Regions from separate parts of the Mus musculus genome. Here regions 1 and 2 are each linked to region 3. Evidence: chromatin contacts called from public Hi-C data. All regions are on one chromosome and are shown on one strand. Each heading gives the region's core, a stretch centred on a gene start, on an enhancer-like site or on the middle of the called end of the contact. The rest is flanking DNA. Distances are from core to core; before and after follow the strand shown. Region 1 holds the start of Col6a1 (collagen, type VI, alpha 1). Region 2 holds the start of Col6a2 (collagen, type VI, alpha 2). Region 3 overlaps Gm35608 (a long non-coding RNA gene).

The links. Hi-C and Micro-C count contacts between places; a contact is called where the count stands out from the background.
Region 1: a Hi-C map of uterus shows a contact between it and region 3, with 2.8 times the contacts expected there. The contact joins the promoter of Col6a1 here to the enhancer-like site in region 3. A contact is called at or near these places in 1 of 15 datasets of contacts at CTCF or cohesin (the NIH/3T3 cell line), 18 of 484 Hi-C or Micro-C datasets (the HL-1 cell line, the MC3T3-E1 cell line, bone marrow-derived macrophages and 10 more), 4 of 115 datasets of contacts at active chromatin or transcription factors (the NIH/3T3 cell line, craniofacial prominence, embryonic fibroblasts and 1 more) and 2 of 9 other capture datasets (adipose tissue and liver).
Region 2: a Hi-C map of uterus shows a contact between it and region 3, with 2.7 times the contacts expected there. The contact joins the promoter of Col6a2 here to the enhancer-like site in region 3. A contact is called at or near these places in 7 of 39 promoter capture datasets (the 3T3-L1 cell line, the HPC-7 cell line, cranial neural crest and 3 more), 1 of 15 datasets of contacts at CTCF or cohesin (the NIH/3T3 cell line), 15 of 484 Hi-C or Micro-C datasets (the NIH/3T3 cell line, brown adipocytes, embryonic fibroblasts and 7 more), 4 of 115 datasets of contacts at active chromatin or transcription factors (craniofacial prominence, embryonic fibroblasts and embryonic stem cells) and 2 of 9 other capture datasets (adipose tissue and liver).

The regions. Positions count from the first base shown.
Region 1 is chr10:76,724,428-76,727,646 of GRCm38.p6, reverse strand. Col6a1 (collagen, type VI, alpha 1) reads left to right here and starts at 1,603. Exons shown (of 35, transcript NM_009933.4): 1 at 1,603-1,827; 2 at 2,579-2,708. The coding sequence starts at 1,734.
Region 2 is chr10:76,621,716-76,624,988 of GRCm38.p6, reverse strand. Col6a2 (collagen, type VI, alpha 2) reads left to right here and starts at 1,585. Exons shown (of 28, transcript NM_146007.2): 1 at 1,585-1,738.
Region 3 is chr10:76,679,513-76,682,429 of GRCm38.p6, reverse strand. The region is part of intron 1 of Gm35608 (a long non-coding RNA gene); the gene reads right to left. Among named protein-coding and RNA genes, the nearest start is that of Gm35608, 3.2 kb to the right of the region's middle. Within about 2 kb of position 1,424, at least 12 of the 459 cell types and tissues checked have an H3K27ac peak or open chromatin away from gene starts, as enhancers often do. A contact at or near this core is called in uterus, where this site is marked.

The DNA.
Region 1 (3,219 bases), core at 354-2,853, 45 kb before region 3:
ACGGCTCTTTGTCTACACAGAAACGCAGGTGGTGGAAGGGCTGCTGGGTAGGGATGTATCCCTGGGCTGAGACCTCCAGAGCACTAGACCCTGCTCCTTCTGTATAAAGCTCATGAACTGGCACCGGACCAGCTAGAAAAGGACGAATACAGCCAGCTGTGTGAAGGGTCTGCCCAAGTTCCTTGGTTAGAACGCCCGTAAGCCACAGCTGACTGCTCTACCTGGGCTACACCCCCCTCCCCCATCCTGAGGCTGCATCTGCAGTATCATCTACCCATCCTGGGGAATATAGGTTAAGTAAATCAGGGTCACAGGTCCAGAGTCAGCCAATGCTATGTAGCCTGCTGGGGTTAGCAGACTGGAGTGCTGGTGCTGTGTATTTTCCTGACCACCCTTTATTCATCACCTCAAGATCCGCCAGGCCTGCTGACAGGGCATGGCTCTGAACCCAACCGGGAGACCTCTATGACTGTCGCTGTGTGATACCATGCATCTGCTACATGACAGGCCCCTGCTCTTTGGCTCAGAAGAGCACATCCTAGAAAGCCCAGCATGGGAATCATGGCTGCCAGTGTGTCTATTCCTGTGTCCGTCAGGGTATCCATCAATACCCAGGGACACACCAGGCCCTGCCCTGAAGGGCTTAAGCTGTCTTTATTGTGCAACCACCCTATAAAGGAAATAGCTCAGCTTGTGGAGGCTCCAAAGGCCAAGAAAAAAAGCCACATGTACAGCATGAAGCCACAGCCCAAAGCCAATGGCCTGATGCTCAGGTTGGGGCGGTGGGTGGGCATGAGATTACTGCCAGGAAGAACATGTGTCCACCATGGTGACATATACTGTAGGGCTGGCATGAGGAGGACAAAGGACACAGTCTCACTGAGTCCTAGGAGTCACTGTCACTTTTCTTTACAGACTTTTATTATTAATGATGCTGAAATTTGTAACCAAGTTTTTGTATTATAATGACTATACCACTCTTCTGGAATTTGCTCTGGGTAAGGATGGTTCTGGCTTTATCTGGAGCCCAGATGTTATCAACACACACACAGAGACACACAGAGAGAAACAGAAATAAAAAGAGACTCTTATACAAATACATCCATGTGGTTAGTGTTGACAACTTGGATTTCCATAATAAAGATCGAAAGATCAAATATCTTTTGCAAGTTAAGTATTTAACTAAGCCAAAGTGACGGCTACGCAGAAATCACCAGCACTGGAGAAAGCCACGTTTGTGGCTCACACCAGAAAGCTGGGCTGCATAGTCCCAAAGGCGGTATTTGGAATGAAACAACCAGAAATATTTCCTGGAACTTCTTTTGGGAATCACAGAGTTTGTTCACCATATATTTTCTTCTATGTTACACTGGACAGTTGACTCTGAGTGGGTAAACATCCCACACACCGTAGCAACAGGAAGTCCACAGCCCAGGAGTGTCCTGGTGCCTAGTACCCGAGAGGAGAGGGCCTTTTTCTCTTCAAGGTTCCAGAGACCCGATGCTGATGCTGTGACTCACTCAGCTTTGAGGCCCTCCCCTTCCTCTCCCCCTCCTCTCCTGATCCCTCCCCTCTTTGCACCTCCCTCCCTCCCTCCCTCCACCCTCCCTGGCTCTCTCCTCAGCTCTGGGCTCTGACTGCAGCAAGCAGAGACAACCTCTCACTCTGCCTTTCCCAGCGCCCACCCTGACCCTGGCCCACATTTGACGGTGACTCGCAGGCCAGCCAGAAACATGAGGCTGGCCCACGCTCTGCTGCCCCTGCTGCTACAAGCCTGCTGGGTGGCCACACAGGACATCCAGGGCTCCAAAGCGATTGCCTTCCAAGGTGAGTAAACTGGCTGTGCTCCCTGTGTGCTGTGTTTAGCTGCCTGAAGGCCTGAAAGTTGATGGGGCTCAATACCCCACAAGGTACTGTCCGGTGTCCCACCTCCCCCCCACCCTTTGTCTTAATCTTGTGGAGAGCCACTAAGAAGGGGACTTTCCCCTTGTCCAAGCCTGCATTCTATTTGGTTCCTGTCTTGAAGCAGCTATATAATACCCGGCTCCCAGCCAAAAGGCCCTGGAGTCCTGTCACCCCGAATCTTGCCATGCTAGGGAGATGACAGGTTGGTAAACTCCAGAGGGACTGAGCAGCAAGGGGAGCCTGGTCCATTTCTGTCCTGAGCGAATGACTGATAATCTCTCTTTGCTTGATAGCCAGCATAGGTAACCTGCCTCTTCACAACTCAGGGGGAGGTCATAGATCTGGTGGCTTTGGGTTGAGACCATAAGGAGAAATAGTCCAGTTCTCCCAGGCAGCCCCTGCACTCTGTAACTGGCCAAGGCCACTGTAACTGAGCAAGGCTCTGTCCAAGGACAGGACACCCTGAGACTTGGCTCTCACTCAGACCCTGCTGGGTGTTACCCACCAGGCAGGTGAGGGGCTGGGGCTGCACTGATCACCTGCTCGGAGCTCTGCTGGTGAGAATGGATGGTGTCTGGCCAGGAAGCCCCTGGCCAGAATGGGGATATGTGAATGGGGCCTTGTGCCCCCAGTGGGGCTCAGAGCATGGCTCATGGGATCTTCTCTGGCTCAGACTGCCCTGTGGATCTATTCTTCGTGCTCGACACCTCGGAGAGTGTGGCCTTGAGGCTGAAACCTTATGGGGCCTTGGTGGACAAGGTGAAGTCCTTCACTAAGCGCTTCATTGACAACCTGAGAGACAGGTAGAATGAGCTTGCCTTGGCCTGTCCTGTAGCTCTGTGGTCCTGGGGTGGGGGTAGGGGTGGGGGTGGGGGTGGGGGACTGGACCTGCAGGTAGAGCTGAGCCTTAACTCCACATTCCAGAAGCTGTCCAGAGCTCCATCCCATGTCTCTGCAGCTCAGAGGGACAGGAGAGAGGATGAGTGGGTGGGAGAAGGGACAGCGGGGAGAGAGGGAAGTCACCTTGTCAATAGGGCTGAGAAGACCGTTCTGAGTATAGAGTTGTGAGGTCTCCATACTCCAAACACACAGACAGGGTCTGAGGAGTCTGCCAGATGTGTAGCTATGCCTTGTGGCCAGAGTTCCCACCTGTCCACATGGGCACTAGAGCCTTCACCTAAGTCCTGGGCTGAACATCCCCAGTGTCTTCATCACAGGGCCTGGGAGGAGGGGACTGTGGGACATAGCATGCTTCATTCACTCTCTTCCTCCCTCCCTCCTCAACGGGGCACTGGGAGCAGAGGGTGTGGCCGA
Region 2 (3,273 bases), core at 336-2,835, 58 kb after region 3:
AAACACACACACACACACACACAGAGACAGAGACAGACAGACAGACAGACAGACAGACAGACAGAGATAGAGACAGAGAGACAAAGAAACGGAGAGAAAAAGACAGAGTCAGTGATAGAGAGAGGCATAGAGATAGAGAGACAGAGAGATGCAGAAACAAAGAGATAGAGACAGAGAGATGAGAAAGATACAGAGAAGGAGAAACAGAGGGAGAAACAGAGAGAGATAGAGAGACAAAGAGAGGGGGAGGGAGAGAGAGAGAGATGCAAATACCATACATAAGACACTCATGCATACTTACACCTCTGGCTCTAGTCCCTCCCTACCCTCTCAAAAGACCTCCAGCACAGAGCACGGCACACAGCAATAGCTGGCACTGCCCATGAAAGGCTGGTACTGATGCTGCATTGCTAATAGTCAGGTCAGGGCTCCAGGTCCTAGGGACTGCAAGTGGTAAGTGGTACAGGCTGATATCTCTCAGGCTGGGACCTGTAGGGACAGCTTTCAGCTCCCAAGAGGTCACCTTAATGGCATTTTCCTATTCCTTAGAAGAAACACTGGTCCTCCATTACTACTTAGGCACAAGGATCCAAGACACTGTGGAAGGTGCCTTGAGCCAACTTCTCAGGTGTGAGACATCAGAAGAAAGAGATGACAAAGCTTCAATGGGCAGAGGCAGGAAGGTCCTAAAGACAAGGACCTCCAGCAATATGGGCTTACCAAAAGTAGTTCCTCCCTGGACAGGAGGGGGTAGGGGGAGAACACAGAGTGGGACTGGAAGTCAGGGGCTAGATCAGAGATTTACTCAGCTGTATGAGAAACAAGCCTCATCACCCCCACTACCCTGCACCCTTGAGAACTGCCCCGAATTGAGCCCCTTCCCTATCCCTGCCTGTACTTCTCAGAGCCAGTCCTACTCCAGGCTAGAAAGTTAAGGCCCTAGCCATAGCTTATGCACCCTGCCAGCGATGTGAGCAGACCCCACTCAAAGCCGACCTCTGGGATTCTTGGAGGAAAGGGTTATATACCAATGCCAGGGCTCCTACATCTATGCCTGGTCCTCTTGCCTCTTCAGGGCCCTATCAACTTCCAGGAGCCTCAATACCAATTCAGGGCCCGCTGAACCCCAAAGACATACGTTCTTTGCATCCCTTCACTGCACTTTGAAGTTCAACCCCACATCCCGCCCAACTTCAGTCAGAATACTGGGGGTGGGGGGAGCGGGGGAGGGAGCCCTGGCCCAACAGGATAAGAATAGCTTCTACGGGGGGGGGGGGGGGGGGCTCCTTCCTTTACGTAGAGGAGGAGGGAGCTTGAGCAAAGGTCTGGGAGACCTAGGAGTCCAGAGGCTTGCAAGGAAAAATAAAAAAGTCACCAGGCACTACAGCACAGAGATGGTCCAGCTCCAACCCTGCTGCGTGTCCTGGCCACTCCCTCCCCTCGCCTTCCTTTCCTCCCCTCCCCCAGCTCATTCCCCAGCTTCATCTTAGTCCGTCCAGCAGCCCCACCCGCTGACCCCGCCCATCCGCGGGGCCGCAGCGCCCCCCAGCGGTCGAGTTTTCCAGGCATCCGCCCGCCCGGGACAGAGTTAAAGTGGGAGGCCCCTGGCTTGGTCCCCTCCCGTTCAGTCCCGGGCCGCGCCTGGGTCCCCTCCCTCCTACCCACTCGGCGCCCGCACCTCGGGCCGTCAGGACCCGGGCTGTCCTCGGGAAGTACCCAGGCATCTTCTCCAAGCCAGGTAAGCTTCTTCGCATGGTGTCCAGCTGGGACACGCGGGAAAAGGGGGAACAGGATTCGGGGGCTGCACCTCAGGGGTCTAAGGTGAGCACAGTTCTACCCAAACCGAAGGTCCTGCCCCAGGTTCTAGTCTCCAGGTGGCCCCTAGGCCTCTGTTCGACAGAGCCTGGTTGGGGTGCAGGCTTCTTATTCTAGACTCCACAGCTTTCTGCTCACCACTGACAGACCAGATCCCTGCTCCTTCCCCAGTCCTCAGAGTGTCTCACATCTGGTCAGACCCATGGCCATTGCTAGCAGGTCTGAGTTGTCTCCCAAGGGTTAAGGAACCTAAATTGCCTCAATGGGAAAATACGCTGTGACTTGAACCTGCACACAGTCCGTTGTTAGCCTCTCCGTAGGCCCTAAGGAAGAAGGGTAGTCTTCATGGGGAAGGAAGGTAACAGAGCCACTTGAACTAGTTCCTCAGATGGACTTCAAGGGTACTCTGCGGGAGGCAGAGAAGGGAGTCTCAGGTCCCAGCAGTGGGCTAGCCAGGTGCTCTCAAGGGGACACCTCGCCATCTCGAGGTACTCCCACTGTGCTTAAGGAGAGACCAGGCAGGAATCATAAAGATGAGGGTGGACCCAGGAATAATAAAGTCTGTCACTCTTGGCTCTATCCTAGCCCTGAGACTCCCTTGGGCACTCCAGTCCCTTGGGGACTCCAGTGGGCAACCTCAGAGACACCTCTCCTATAGACAGCAACACAGCCCCCTCGTGAAGCCTGGGTATTCTGGGGGTATCTCCATACTCATCTGAGGACATGGAGCCAAGTGCCATAGAGGGACAAGGTACCAACAAGGAACATTTAAGGTCCAGATTAAGTTGCTGGGTTCCTCCCCTTCCCCCAGTTAAATAGTTCTGGCTCTTGAGGCTAGCACACACATAGCAAAGGAAAAAAAGAAACAGGGCATTTGCAGCTTCATCTCACAGAAACTGGAGGTTACACAGGTGTCTGGGATCCCTTAGAGAGAAAAGGTGGGGCCAGAGACTGGGCTTGGACCTAGGGTCCCAGGGAACAGGTGATACCAATTGGGAGGGGTTGAACATAGGGGTTTAGAGCATCCATTCTGAAAGCTGTGCTTCAGTCTTGGGAACAGTGCGTTTCCCAGTGAAATGGTGTTGGGGAGCCAGCACAGACCTTGGAAGAAGTAGTCAAGACTACTGCCACTTGGGCAGTTTGTGTGCTGGAGGGTGGGTTCCTTCCTGTCCAGCAGTGATTTGCCAGCAAATCCAGTGAGCTCTTCTTTAGAGAGGCCTCTAAGGAGGTCTCTCGGCAGGGCATGGGAAGCTACGGGCATCGGAGGTTCTTTGATATGACTCTCAGAATCCAGCCAGCCTCGTTGTGTCTCTTTTGTCCATTCATGAAATCTGAGAGTCTAGAACCCCCACTGCACATGAGCAAACCTAGGGGTACTGCACATGAGCAAACCTAGGAACCCAGCCTCTGCCCTCAGTACTGGCTGGTCCAAACTATGGGCAGCATCTCCATGAGTGC
Region 3 (2,917 bases), core at 175-2,674:
AATACAGGTAGCTCTGGGAAGAAGGCAGACTTGCCACACCCACAGCTAAGGACAGAGAAGATCCTACCGCATCCCCACTACCAACCCCCAGTGCAGAGCTCATATCAGGCTCTAAGGCTCCCTGAGGAAGTGGCGAAAGATCAGTTTTGTCCCTAAGAAGCTCCATCTGGAGGGAATATGTGGCGCAGACCCTCTACACAGCTGCTGTACTGTGCCCTGGGCAAGCCTGCCTGCCTGAATTGTAGCCACATCTCTGACCCAGGGCAGGGCGGCCCGTGACTTGGTGAGCCTCTTTGGACCATGTTTATTGCTCTTCAGGGTGAGGGGAAGGACCCAAGGGAGCCAAGTCAGGAAGTCACACATTTGCCTGGCCACCATCCCAGACATATGGGGGAAAGCTCAACTTGGGAATTCCAGATCTTCCTGTGGTCTAGGGGAGAGCCAAGAAAGGCTGTATTTTGTGAAGACAAATGACCCTCAAAGAGACCCCACATCTGTTGCTCTAGCACTAGTATGGGCCAACCTTGCACCCCCAAAGATGAAGTGCTGGGAACTGTGTCTGAGGTTCTCCCTGCTGATGGTGGAAGCCGGCCACGCCTCAGAAACAGGAACCATCTCTCTCCCTACCCAAGGGTCCTCACTCCCTCTAAGCGAGTCAGTTTGTCTGAGCCGCTCACATAGCCTAGGCCTGAGAAGGGGTTCAGTATAGGATATAGGACCCAGGGAATGGGAAACCTACATCTATAGCTACATTGCCTGAGCAGTTAGAAGGTGGGGGTGGGGTGTCTCTCTGCCATCCCCCTCAAGCCAAGCACCTGACCTGCTCACCCTACTCTGCTTCTTTCAGGTGACACTTGGTGTCAGTATGGTTGACCGAAACCTCATACTCGTGAACTATCTCTGCTGTCAAAACACCACCTCCTCAGGACCTCTTTGGGGCTCCTGCCTGGACAGGCGCTGTGTGCATAGTAGAAATGCCTGAGATAAGGTCATTGGACTGCCTGCTACAGGAAGCGCTATGAAGATGTGCCGTACCTGGGACCATCAGCTAGGAGTCATAGTACTGGCCTGCAGAGCTGGGATGCTTTGCACTACCTGGTGTGTCCTGCAAAAGGAGACAGAGGCCTGGCTCATACCATGGTCTGCACATCATGGTTGCTCCAGCCTGGGTCTCAGAGAACATTCCCAGGACACCAGAAAGAGCTAGGAGCTTACCCTGTGCTTGGCAGTACGTTTCTGGAGCCACCCACAGATGAGGCCCAAGTTGATGTCCCCATCCTCAGGAAGCAAGAGGGAAAACTGCTAAGAAAATTAGAAGTGCTCTGGCCAGCCCAGAGTCACAGGGAGATCCCCTAAACTGAGCCCCTTGCCTTTCCAGGCCCTCCCCTCACAGGAAGCTGACCCTCCTGCTGCCTGCTAGGACTCATCCCTTCTCTGGAACATGTCAGACAGCTCCAAATAAACCCAATAAGGAGCACATCTGCAGGGGCCTCCTCAGAACTAAAGCAAAAGGGAGGCAGGCAGCCCAGGGTAGTCAGCCAAGTCCTGGGTGGGGGCTGCTGTAGGGGCTGGTGGAGAAATGACTAAACCATTGTGCTCTCCTGTTCTCTCTCCCTCTCTCTCTGTCTCTCTCTTCCTGTCTGTTTCTCTGTCTCTGTCTCTCTGTGTCTCTGTGTCTCCGTGTCTCTCTCTGTGTCTTGTGTGTCTCTGTTTATCTCTCTGTCTATCTCTCTCTGTGAGTCTCTCGATGTGGGTCTCTTGCTGTGGGTCTCTGTGTTTGTCTCTGTGTCTGTCTCTGTGTGTGTCTGTCTCTCTGTGTGTGTCTGTCTCTCTCTGTGTGTCTGTCTCTGTCTCTCTGTCAGTTTTTCTCTCTCTTCCTTTTGTCTTTCACAGCATGGCCACTATCCAGGGTCCAAGGTGATCCAGGAAGAAGCCAGTGGGCATGCTTCCCCTCGGGCTCTTCCATGGGGAAGACTGGGATTTGGTTCCTCTTGGCCCTGACCTTGGCTATGGATGGGAGCACTGCCTCCCCGCTCCTCTTGGGGAATGAGAGCTATGCATCTTTAAACTATGCAGGTCCAGGGTTGCTGAAACTACACCTCTGTACACAGAGAGGTTCCTTTTAGAGACTGCCAGCATCCTGTCCCTGTTCTCCAAGATGCTTGCTGCAAGTAGCAAAGAAAAAAAAAAGTCCCCTATAGCACTGTCTCCTTAACTTGTCCCCCTCCTGTTGATTTCCCAAAGTCGTTGACTGTTGGATTTCTGGGGCCACAGTCAAGTCAGGAGCCCTGGACCAAGCCAAAAACATTGCAGGGATGCTAGATGTACCCAGGAGGGGGACCTCAACCTTTTACCCAGGTTCCAGGTTCTCTGTAGCCATTTGCCTTAGGGTTACTGTTGCTGTGATGAAACACTATGACCAAAGTAGCTTAGGGAGAAAAGGGTTCACAGCTCAGTTCATCACCAAAGGAACGCAAGCAGGCAGGAACCTGGAGGCAGGAGCTGATGCAGAGGCCATGGAGGGCTGCTGCTTACTTGCTTGCTCCCCATTGCTTGCTCAGCCTGCTTTCTTATAGAACCCAGGATCATCAGCCCAGGGATGGCACCATCCACAATGGACTGGCGGGAAGGAAGGGAGGGACTTGGGAGGGAAAGTGGACAGGGTGGGGTGGAGCAATGGGGGTGGGTGGGTAGAGGGGAACCTGACCTGGTATTGGGTGAGGGAAAAGGACTGAAGCCCTGAGGGCCAGCAGAAAGAATGCAAACAGGCAACCTCAGGAAATAGGAGGTTGGGGAGACCCCCAGAATGCACCAGAGACCTGGGAAGTGAGAGACTCCTTAGATGAAATGCCTGACAGTAGGGCGAGGGAACTTGTAGAGTGCACCTCCAGCAGGAAGACAGGACATCAAGTAAGGG